2 separate regions of the Danio rerio genome follow, and region 2 is linked to region 1. A link is a contact called in public HiChIP or PLAC-seq data. All regions are on one chromosome and are shown on one strand. The core of a region is the stretch at or near the end of the contact, and the rest is flanking DNA. Distances in the headings are between cores, read along the strand shown. Region 1 holds the start of stx2b (syntaxin 2b). Region 2 holds the start of fzd10 (frizzled class receptor 10).

What was found. HiChIP or PLAC-seq counts read pairs in DNA pulled down with a chosen protein or histone mark.
Region 2: an H3K4me3 HiChIP or PLAC-seq map of gastrula embryo shows a contact between it and region 1, with 2.0 times the contacts expected there. The contact joins the promoter of fzd10 here to the promoter of stx2b in region 1. A contact is called at or near these places in 2 of 4 datasets of contacts at active chromatin or transcription factors (embryo and gastrula embryo).

What each region holds. Positions count from the first base shown.
Region 1 is chr8:52,651,973-52,657,973 of GRCz12tu, forward strand. stx2b (syntaxin 2b) reads right to left here and starts at 1,457. Exons shown (of 11, transcript XR_012384728.1): 1 at 1,388-1,457; 2 at 1,191-1,302; 3 at 934-1,014. It overlaps piwil1 (piwi-like RNA-mediated gene silencing 1), which reads right to left. Exons shown (of 22, transcript NM_183338.2): 19 at 5,839-5,992; 20 at 5,633-5,758; 21 at 5,022-5,169; 22 at 2,250-2,960. The coding sequence ends at 2,844.
Region 2 is chr8:52,726,923-52,732,699 of GRCz12tu, forward strand. It overlaps fzd10 (frizzled class receptor 10), which reads right to left and starts at 1,656. Exons shown (of 1, transcript NM_130917.2): 1 at 1-1,656. The coding sequence starts at 1,119.

The sequences.
Region 1 (6,001 bases), core at 207-2,706:
TATATATATATATATATATATATATATATATATATATATATATATATATATATATATATATATATATATATATATAAATTAGTTATTGTTTTTATTAATCAGTATCATTACTGTCCTTAGAGTATTTTTTTCAGAGCAATAAATTAAGTGCATACAGTCCCTATAGAAAATCATTATACCCTCTGAAAATCTTTTACTCACATTACACTCTGCTTTCAAAAGACCTTCATCACAATACTTTATTGCCAGACTTGCATTAGATTTTTTCTTGCATAATAGCATGATATATATACTCCTTACAAAGACATACAAAAAAAAAAAAAAATTTATTGTACACTGGCTTTATTCAGCTTCAAGACAGTCAGATGTACAAAAGATTTTAAATTTTACTTTATTAAAACTTGGGAATCTAAATCGACCATTAAACTTTAATGATATAAATTTAGGATTCAATATATGACTTGAGTTCAAAATGATGCTCCTTGCAAGCATCATGAGGTTCTTGTAATACGAATGGTCATATAATTTCTCCTATAATTTCTACTATCTTTAAACAGATTTGAATCTGGTTCATCTTGTTTTTAGACTTACAAACACTCAGAATAAAGTTGTAGAAAGGCAAGTTTGGAAAAGGCAACAAAAACATTTCAAAGGCAAGAATTAATTGGAATGTGATTTGGTTTCAGGCTATATGACAAATAAAGTAAGGGTATGATGATTTTCTATACTGTGCCTATGAAGGCACTTTCTTTTTTATGTTCCTAGTCATGTACTTTTATATCAACACTAAATGTATTGTATTGTTGAATGTGCCGTGTTGGTTTGTAAGTGAACTTATGGTTAAATAAACAAACGAACAAACAAACAAACTTTGAAGGCACTTGTACCCCCGTTACGTTATATAAACCCTCCCTTCCCACCCTAAACTGTTACCTTTTGAAAAAAGTCTTGCATGAAGTCATTTCTCTCCATGGACACAGCGACACCCCCATCTTCACTGGCATTATGCCTGCCCTAAAACACCACAAGTGCACATAAACACAAGACAGACACAAGCATGAGAAGTAAACATAAACAACAGAGAAAGTCACTAGGAAAATAAAAAACGTTTATTTTTTTTAAATGTCTTCAATAATCAAGTACGCTGCTAGCCAGTTTTTTTTTTATCGGATTTGTTATCAATCACTTGCCACATTCAAATCCGCCAGTCGGTCCCTCATAACAATGTCGATGAGACGTCGATTATCCTGTTTATCGATCACGTCCGTTGCTGTCCGTCCGAATTAAAGTCCATTTTAAGTTCTACCCAAACAAAAGTATGTTGACAATACACGAATTAGCATTTAGAATTAGTAACTTGACAATAAACGCTTATAAAAAGTGTTACTTTGAAAGAAATGTCCAGTCATGAGGTGTTTGTTTGGTTGCCATCCTTAGTTCTCCGCCTGTCTCCAGCTGACGGTTCTTCTCTGCGCGTCTCAATTACACTGTGGGCGCAGCTAACTCGGAACAGGGCGGTAACATTATGGCGCTGTCAGGCAATGTTTTATTTGGGTTTCTTTCTTTACCTTTTACGCTGTGTTTCAGTTTAAAGGCTATGGGCATCCGCACTTTTATTATTTTGGTGTCAATTTTAATCGCGACACGGTAGAAAGAAGATGACGTTTTCACGCGTTGTCTGTTACTTTTCTAAGCGCTTGCCAGATTGGGCCAATCGAAATCCTTAGTTCAGTAGGTATTAACTCAACTGATGTCAATGTCAGTACTTTAGGACTCAACAATTATTTTGAACTCGTCAATGTCGAATAAAAATGAATTGCCGTTTTCCTAATTGAATTACTGAGCCTCTCTTTGCCACCTGCAGTAGTTTCAGAGATGGAGTACACCTATAGCTGAAATGTTCATATACTCATCCTAAGAATAACACTCCACTAAGAACTGCTAACTGAACCAGCCGAGGATCGAACCAACAACCTTCTTGCGGTGAGGCGACATCACAACCTAGTGCGTCGCCAGTAAGTGTAAAATAACACCAGGTTAAGTATTTAAATTTTTGGTTGAACTCTTCATTTTTAACAATAACTTGTGTATAAAGGGCTGAGTTCTCCTTAAACACCAATATCTTTAACAGGGGCAAAACTTTGTTGCCAGGAATTAAATTTGTAGGATATTGCACTTGAAATTTTTATTTGTGGAGGGTTGACCAAAAAAGAAATTCTAAAAATCACTAGATTGTCAAATGATCCAAACAGTGTGAACTTCAGCTTTATTCTCAAATGAAATTGAAACATGTTTTCAACAAATTGAGGTTAGCTCGTCAAGTATTTTATTTACACATTTATTTACTTTGTAAAACTTTTACCATAACTATGTTGCTATGTTGTACTAGAATTCAAATCACAAAAGTAGGAGGGCTACAATCACAGCATTTAATAGTACGTGAAACATGCAAACTTTACATCATTGTTAGTAGTAAGTAGGAGCACTTACATTACAACGATTTATCTTTCAAATTGGAACCCAGAAAATAAATGTTTACTTTTTAATTCAATTAACAATCTCTAAATACAGAAATTTGAGATTTGAACATCTTATTACAAAAAAAAGGAGTCTTATAATCACAAGGCACCAGATTGAACTCAAGGCACACAATTGAAATCAATATCTGAAATAAAAGCATTTCCCCTTTCAAACAAAACTTTTTTGTTATACCTGCTCTTCTCAAAACTTTGTAGCTATGAAATGAAAGTTCTCCGAATAGCATACTCTTTTCCATTCAACTCGAAAAAGAAACTACGGTCACACTGTTCCTTCAGGACCCTGCATCTTGACTCTTTAACCAGTTACAGGTAATACAGGAAGTCATCCAGATTCATGTTAGGCTCCTTGTGAATGCTCTGGCCAACCAGGAAGGCCAATTTGTGGGCATACTGGCATGGAGCTGGCACTCGCACAATCCCCTAAGGAAACAGAGAAATAGTCATAAAGAATCCATATCACAGCACACTGTGTTAATTAGGGATGCCACAATACTCATAATATTGACTGGTTCTGTCTGACCTCCACAGCTCAATACAAATGCAAGTTTCACACCCAGTGGTTGAACTAGGTATTGCACTCCTGGATCAAAACAAATGCAAAGCGCAGGTTGCCAGATTGAGGACAAGCGCGAGAAAATTAAAAGTGTTCTAAATAAAAGCAACAGCACATAATAGAAGGAATATTTTTTTCATATTAAAAGGAGTTTTTGTTCTAACAAACTCCTCGAACATATATTTAAAACGCCGTCTATTTGGCACAAGTGAACAACGGAAAACTGACAATGATCAGCTCAGCTACAGTGCTTTATTCACTGTTAAATGTTAACAATGTGAGTTTGAATGCCATTTTACCTGACATTTATTGCTATATACTGAAAGCAGCAGCACCTCAGATCTTGAAAATAAACCGTCTGAAATTGAACTTTAGAACACATATCAGTGGTACAGCATCTACATTTAATAATGTTAAAGAGGGTTAATATGTATTAGATTATAAACCTTACCATTTCGTGGGTGAGTGCATATTCTGTACTTCTGAACGGCCATATTTAAATTTGTCATGTTTCTTCTGATGCAAACAGCCAAATTGCATATCATTGCATAACTAGTCACAAAGCATGTTGTTAATATTCAGGGTTACAATGTAACCTGCTCAGCTAATGTTTAGGTTCATAATACTTATATAATTTGCTAATTAATAACCTCATGTGGAACTGAATCTGCGTCTCATTTGAGTCTGCTACTCTCGACAGGAGGTCGCATTTTGGTTACGAATGCATGCTTTGAGAGCCTTCCTGACTGAATGAAATATGCAGTTTTACACCACGGCAACCCAGGTTGCTGGAATATAATTGGCTAAACTGGCATTGGGCGGGTTAAAAACCCCAAAACAAAGACAGCTTTCCGGCACAGAAAAACACATTTTTAAAGCAGATTATCTGACATCAGCATTGTTTTTCAGATAAACAAGAATGTTTACTTAGCATGTTTCTTATCTGGAAACATATTATGGTATTTGCATGCTTAAGAGTCAAAAAATGTGCATACAGCACCTTAAAATAAATGTAATAATATTTATCATTTAGCATGTCTCCCTTTCCTTTAATTCCTTCAAACTCTGAACTAACTGTGCATGTTAGGATACATGTTCATCAGCTGAAACATTTGAGTAAATGTCCCATAAGCACTAAAGTTAGAAATGTTTTTAATGTAAAAAATGTAAGAGACACAAGTTGCATGTCATTGCGTGGGATCAGACGCCCACACTGTCATTATTCCAGTATGAATGAAATTCATAAGCTTTTGTTATTTAAACATTGAGCCTCAAAGGGGGAGAACTCGCGCAGGAAATCTGAGAAGATCCTCATTCGAACAGGTGAATGAAAGTTATGAGGCACAAATTAAGTCAAGCTTAAGCTTTTTAATGGTAAAATCTTGACAACTTGACAAGTATTCAATCGGTTTTGCCTTAGATTAGAACATTCAAGAAAGTTTGTAACTTTCCCATTGTGATGCATCTGTTCAGTCAAACTAAAAACATCTTATTCCAGCTTTACGTGTTTTTAATATTAATTAAACAGATAATGAAATCATCCACTGTTCTTTGCTCTGAATAGCTAGTTTAATAGGTTAACCTATTTCATTTAAACAGTAATTATACACAGTATGCAGTGTTATATTTGGTATTCAGTTCATGCAACTAAAAAACTGTTTGACACATGAAACAATTGAAAATCAGTTGATTGTAGTGGCATCTTTGCCATGTTGTATTCATTTTAATTGTAGTTTAATTCTATAATTTTTATTTGACAGTGTCTTTTTTTGCTGAACATGTATTGAACTGTACCAAAACTGTGACCCTAAAACCAAAGTGGACTGGAGAAGTCTATACTATTACACAAGTGTTAAACTGTTCCAAGTGTTAAAAGCTATCAGTGGTGTATTACTTGTTTTAGTGATTTACAGTGGGTCTGTCTTTACCTGCCAGTTGTAGTACATGTGGCAAAGTTTGTAGGTGAGTCTCTGCATGTGATCTGGTTTAAGGCCGCTGTTGTCAAACACCACATTGTAGTGAGTAGGTGCGACACACCCAAAGCGCACAGCCTGGCTTACAATGAAGAAATCATACCTGGGTAAAATTAAAGATGAACAACTGGGTAAATATGGGCAGTTTGCATTATTTACTAATATAACTTTGCTGATATTAGATAAATCGGGAGTTTTAGTACAATTAGTACAAATAAAGCCATCATTACATTATTATAGATACATTCAGAACTGATTTACTTGATTGAACATGCACGATCAACTAAAAAAAATGCTTACGAATCTTTTTAAATTTATATGTACTATGGTTCATATACTAAACATAATATGAATTAAAGGTTGACTCTACTGTATCAACAAAATCCAGTTTATGCATAAAAAAAAGTAAGCGGTACCATGAACAATTAGTAGGAATTCAAAGTTCAGTATTAATGCTTGACCGGGACAACTGAATGTTTTGGATGGCCAAGTGAAAGAAAAATGTACTAATCGGGCAATGCTTGTTTGAGAATGAGCAGTGTTCCTTCAGGGTACTCTACACGCACCACTCTGGACGAGTGACTTCAGTGTCAATGACTGTCCCAGGAGGGGGATTGGCAATTTTGCCATCAATCCGAGCAAAGAATCGGGAGCTGATGCGCTTTTTCACCACCACTACTGAGAGCTTGGGCCTGTAAAGAAAAACATTAAAACAATGAAGAAAATGTATCATTCCTATAGTGTGAGTGTGTCTGCATGAAGGCTGGCTTACTCATAATCTTGCCCCATGGTCTTGATAGACTGCATGATCTGAGGAACTTCATAGTCCACAACGCTCTGCAGCATGCCATCTCCAACTCCATCTCGGTAAACAATGATGCGCGAGGGCAGAGAATTGTTGTATTTCAGATAGGCCTTCAGAGCACCTAAAAAGA
Region 2 (5,777 bases), core at 406-2,905, 75 kb after region 1:
CCTCATAACCAGGATCATGATGGTCTTGATGGCTGGTATAGCCCATGCCGCCAGATGGAAGTAGCTGCTGTTGGCTTCGATGGCCTCGTGACCCCATTTTTTTCCAGCTGCGAGGAACCATGTGAGAGTAAGAATGACCCACCACAGGGAACTGGCCATCCCGAAGTAGTAAAGAATGAGGAAGACTATGGTGCAGCCAGTGCTTTCCAGGCCTTCCTGGATGATGTACTGAACTCCAGTGTCACGATCACAGGCCACATTTTCCACCCCCACAAAAAGTCTTACAAGAAAGCCCACAGAGTAGACACAGTAGGACATAGAAAGGAAGATGATGGGCCGCTCAGGGTACTTAAAGCGCTGGGGATCAATGAGAAAGGTGAGGACAGTAAAGGCACTAGAGATGAAGCACAGTATGGACCAGATAGCAATCCACACCATGGAGAAGCGTTTGTCGCCCTGGCTCCAGTACACATCTACGTTGGAGTAACACTTGGGGGCACAGGACTCACTCTTTTGCACATAATGAAACTTTCCAGGGTTGCTGCATGTGGTCTTACCGACCCTCTCTTTAATAGGCAGTTCTTGGCTGTTACCTGGCCGAGGGGGTCGGGAGTCTGGCGACTGAGTGTGGGAGCCCTTTGGGGGCTCATCTGTGCCATTGTTGGGAGCTTCCATACAGAGGTAATTGGGGTCGTTTTTATTTGGCAGTCTGGAACAGTCCAGCGACTCAGGCCAGTGAAAGTTGAACTGCTCCATGATGGGAGAACACTTCTGCCTTGCCTGCTCGCACATCACTCGGCATGCTGGGATAGGTGTGGATACCTGTTCTGTGCACATGGGTGCGTAGAGTGAGCACAAGAAAAACTTCAGATGGCTGTGACAGCCGAACTCAATCAGCGGAGCAAACTCATGCAGCTTTATGGCTGCCTCATTTTGATCTTCATGTCCCATTAAGTTCGGCATAACTGTTAAGTTGTAGCCAATGTCCTTACAGAGAGGAATGGCAATCTCCTGGCATCTTCCTTCACCTGGCCGGTCCGGGTCGATGGAACTGATCGCAGAACAAAACCCAGCAAAGCACAGCAGCCCAAGGCTGAGTCCGACACCGGCAGCAAACATTGTCTTTCAATATTAACTCATGTATAGCAGATATTGTTCTCCGAAAAGCTTTGTTTCACTAGAAAAGTTTCTTCATTGTTGTTTTAGTTTTAATTTAAAAAGTTATTATATCCCAAAAAAGAGTAACAGGAGAATTTAGTGCGTAAAAATCTTCAAACAGATGAAAAAAAATGAAAAAAACTTTCACTATTTTGAGAGGTTTCGCGCTGTTAATGTTCAATTCCCAGTCCACAGATGATATACCCGTACTTTAAATCTCTCCAGTTCTGTGAAACATCGCTGACGGTCTGTTTCTTCACAAAAGTACACTTACTTTTCAAATAGCTCCCGCGCTACTTTAAACACACACACACATCCTCCGCAAAGTGTATCCAAACTGACCAAACGGAAGGCACGGTGTCGTTACATCGCAGTCATGTTAAATGAATGAACGAATCCTCTCCGTAAACGTGTGAGTATTCACTTTAGCTCGTGTCCGTTTCTCCCTGAAGAGCAGCTCTCTGCCTCGCGCGCTGTCTGTGTCTGAGCTCCTCCGCCACCGTCCTGAACTAACCTGCCAAAAGATCCGCCTTCAAAGACAGCTGCTTTACATAAGAAAGCCCAAACTGACACACTGATTATCCTTAAACCGTGCGGAACTGGCTGTGTAGACCTCAAATCCTCGTCACAATTTTACCACAAGATCACAGTAAATTACTCACTGGCCATTTGTTGTTGTTGTTTTCTTTCCCCGGATAACACCCTTGTGATGATTTACGGAAGACTTTTCGGCGCAAGTCAGTGAGAAATCTCTCGCCGAAGACGACCAAAAGGATTCAGCGGCTTTCCAGTCGAGATGTGTCTCCTTTCTCTCTACAACTGACGATTTTCACGCTCTGGCCATTGTGGGAAGAAAGAGTGGAAAGAAAAGAGAGTTTTTTACTCCTTGAAATACCCCTCGCTTTTTATTGTTGAATGAACTAGAACTGATGGCTGAAGAGTCTTTAATCTCTTACCCCACACAAGCATTTTATAGAATATCCAATAATGCCTATATATATATATATATATATATATATATATATATATATATATATATATATATATATATATATATATATATATATATATATATATATATATATATATTGCCACTTAAGTTATCAAAAACACAAATTAAAAAATAGATGAGATTTATTAATGCAGAATACAATTATTAGAGCAGTATTTACATTCAGTCTTGTATTTTTTTTTCTTTCTGTCTGATATATTTTAAAAAATTTTAATTATTTTATTTCATCACTGGAGTATTTTTGTGCGATATCTTTTAAATTGATTAATCAAGCTAAAACGTCTTGCTAATGTCTTATGTTAACATTTTTTAAATTTATATTTAAGGTATAAAAATCTTGCTATTCTGTCTTGTTTTATTACCCTAAACACTAATTTTATATTTAAATTTTTTATTATTATTATTATTATTTTTATTTTCATTCCTTCATTATTTTTCTTTCGGCTTAGTCCCTTTGTTTATCATGAGATCGCCACAGCAGAATGAACCGCCAACTTATCCAGCATATGTTTTACACAGCGGATGCTATTCCAGCCACAACCCAGAACTGGGAAACACATATACACACTCGCATTCACACACATAAACTGTGATCAATTTAGTTTACCCCATTCTGCTATAGCGCCTGTCTTAGAACTGTGGGGGAAGCCAGAGCACCCGGAGTAAACCTGTGCGAATATGGGGCTTGAACCAGTGAACTTCTTCCTGTGAAGCGACTGTGCTAACCGCTGAGCCACCGTGACATCCTATTATTATTTTATTAAGACTTAATATCTTACATAATTGTAAGGCAAAAAGTAATCATGCTTTTCAAGTAAATAATTTTAATCTAAGAATTAATATTTTTTTAATTTTAATTAAAATTTTTTAAATATTTTTGATATTTTTTTGCTAAAAAAAAGCAAGACAAGACAAATTTACACTGAACTTTTTTTTCAGTCTGTAATTTACAAGAAGTTTCACAGGAATGTTAACCACAGACTTCACACATAAATCAAACATGCCTTGAAAACTTCTTCCAGCTTTGTTCTTCTAACATCTACATGATTTTTTTAATGCATTATTTACATCAGAAACTTTTTTTTTTTACTACATTTTGTTACAGTGCTCATGTAACAAAGACTGTTGTGCCAGAAATCGCATTAATTTCCAAGTTTTGTACACAACACTGAGTGCTTTTAGAAATCCCTCTGCCCTTTACAATGCTTCAAATGAATATGCAAAATTCCGTCCTCGACATGAAAACACAGAACAAGTGGCCTTATGAACAGATGTGGGTGTGTAATGACATAAAAGACATTCTTAACATATGCTATGGTAGTTTCCAGTCTTCGCCCTCTGTGCTCAGTTGTAAATAGTTGCATGAGCACAGGATAAAATGCCTAAGGATGAATTCTTAGACAAAGAGCTTTTCAGTCTCGTTTCAGCAGATTCATTTTAACTCAAGTTGGCGGTAATGGCTGGCAAGCCAGGGCCTATAGTCTTAGCCGTAACCATCACTCTCCTCAAGGGCATATATACGTGCCAACTTTATAGTGTAAAAGTTAGTATTGTTAAAATCAAATGTCAGAGTTCAACTCATTTTAAGCAAGCAGGGGTGAACATTAAGGTTAGCTCATCCCATAAATGAAATCTCTGTGATGATTAGCTCACCCTCATGTTGTTCCAAGATATTTTTAATCACATTTGAGAGACTTCTGCTTGCCGGTCTTCTGAAGAGACATGATCGCTTTATGAGATGAACATTTTTAATGGCGTTTATTCAGATATAAACATTAAGCAAACTATGTTCAAAACATTTAAGCTTTACTACTGAAATTCAACCATGTTTAATGTGTGACAACCAAAGAGTATTACTTGTTTGCCAAGTTTATCAGTAAAATACATTACCCAACAGTAGTAATGAAAAATAAATGTGCTTTATTTTACATCTAAATTAACTCAAAAAGACCATGAAAGGTATCTTTGCATAAGCTGGCTGTTTTTAATAAGTCTCATCATGTGACAGACATGAAGAAGGCACAGAAGGCCTCATGGGGCAAAAGATACCAGATAGCTTATTGCTCTCACATTACCTAGTAAAACCATGATTTATCCATTAGTGATGGGTCGTTCATAAACAATTGGTTCATTTTGAACAAATCTTCAACATGACTCAGGAACTACGAGTCCTCTCAGGGAGTGATTCGTTCATCCGCGCGTGTGCACATTTGTGCAGGTGGTATCGTTCATTTCAACTCTTTTGAGCCGTTCATCGTGGAAAGGCAGAAGCCAGTAATATGCGTTTAGAGCTGGAAAAAGAATTGATCCGTTCATCTCTCGAGTACTCTATCGGGTCTGAGTTTCGTTCCTCACGGGCCAATCATATGCATTTAGAGCCGGACAAAGAATTGAACCTTTCATCTCTCGAGTCCTCTATCGGGCCTGAGTCATTCTGTCACGTGATGAACGAACGACTCAAGAATTAGAAGACTTGAAAGGTGAACTAATTATCATATCGACTCAGACTGTGTACATTGGTTAAGATTATATGTGATTGTCAGTGTAACGTGAACGAACCACTGACATTTGAAGACATGAAGAGGTGAGCTGAGCAAAGAGACAACAATACCTTCATAGACAAAAGAGCAGGTAAACATTACCTCCTTCTTATAATATTCTATTTATGACTTATCTGTCGTGTGATCAACTCTTTGGGCTAGTTGTAGATGTGTTTGGAAGCAATTCGTAACATTCATTCATTCATTTTCTTGTCGGCTTAGTCCCTTTATTAATCTGGGGTCGCCACAGCGGAATGAACCACCAACTTATCCAGCAAGTTTTTACGCAGCGGAACCCTTCCAGCCGCAACCCATCTCTGGGAAACATCCACACATACACTCACACACACACACACACTCATACACTACAGACAATTTAGCCTACCCAATTCACCTGTACCGCATATCTTTGGACTGTGGGGGAAACCGGAGTACCCGGAGGAAACCCACGCAAACGCAGGGAGAACATGCAAACTCCACACAGAAACGCCAACTGAGCCGAGGATCGAACCAGCGACCCAGCAACCTTCTCGCTGTGAGGCAAACGTGCTACCCACTGAACGAGACTCAAAGATCTGAGTCAGTAAAATGATCCGAACTTACCATCACTATTATCCATGTAACACATGACAACTGTAGTTGTCTTGGGATCTTTGTCTGAACACTGTATGAACACTTTTATGACATATTGTAAAATGCTTTTTAACATATTTTAGAAATGTTTTGAGCAACAAAGTTAGTCCCATATTATGAGTTTTGTGGAACTGTATACGAGACATGAGATTTGTGATATGCTTCAGAGACGTTAACAAATTCAATATACTTTTCATTGGTTTCAAGTGAAACTTTGAATTTAGTAATGTGATAGTAGCAATTTAAATAGGTGATCTTTTCCTATGCAATAACTGTGGACTCTTCTTCATGCAATTTTGCAATATCAGTTCAATTTGGATGTCAAAATGCAAACAGACTTTCTGTTGAACAAGTTTTGTTTCAGTGGTTTATGACATTCACCTGGCTTTCTGTTGCACTCATAAAACTTCACTTATAGTCTCCAATGCAGGCCC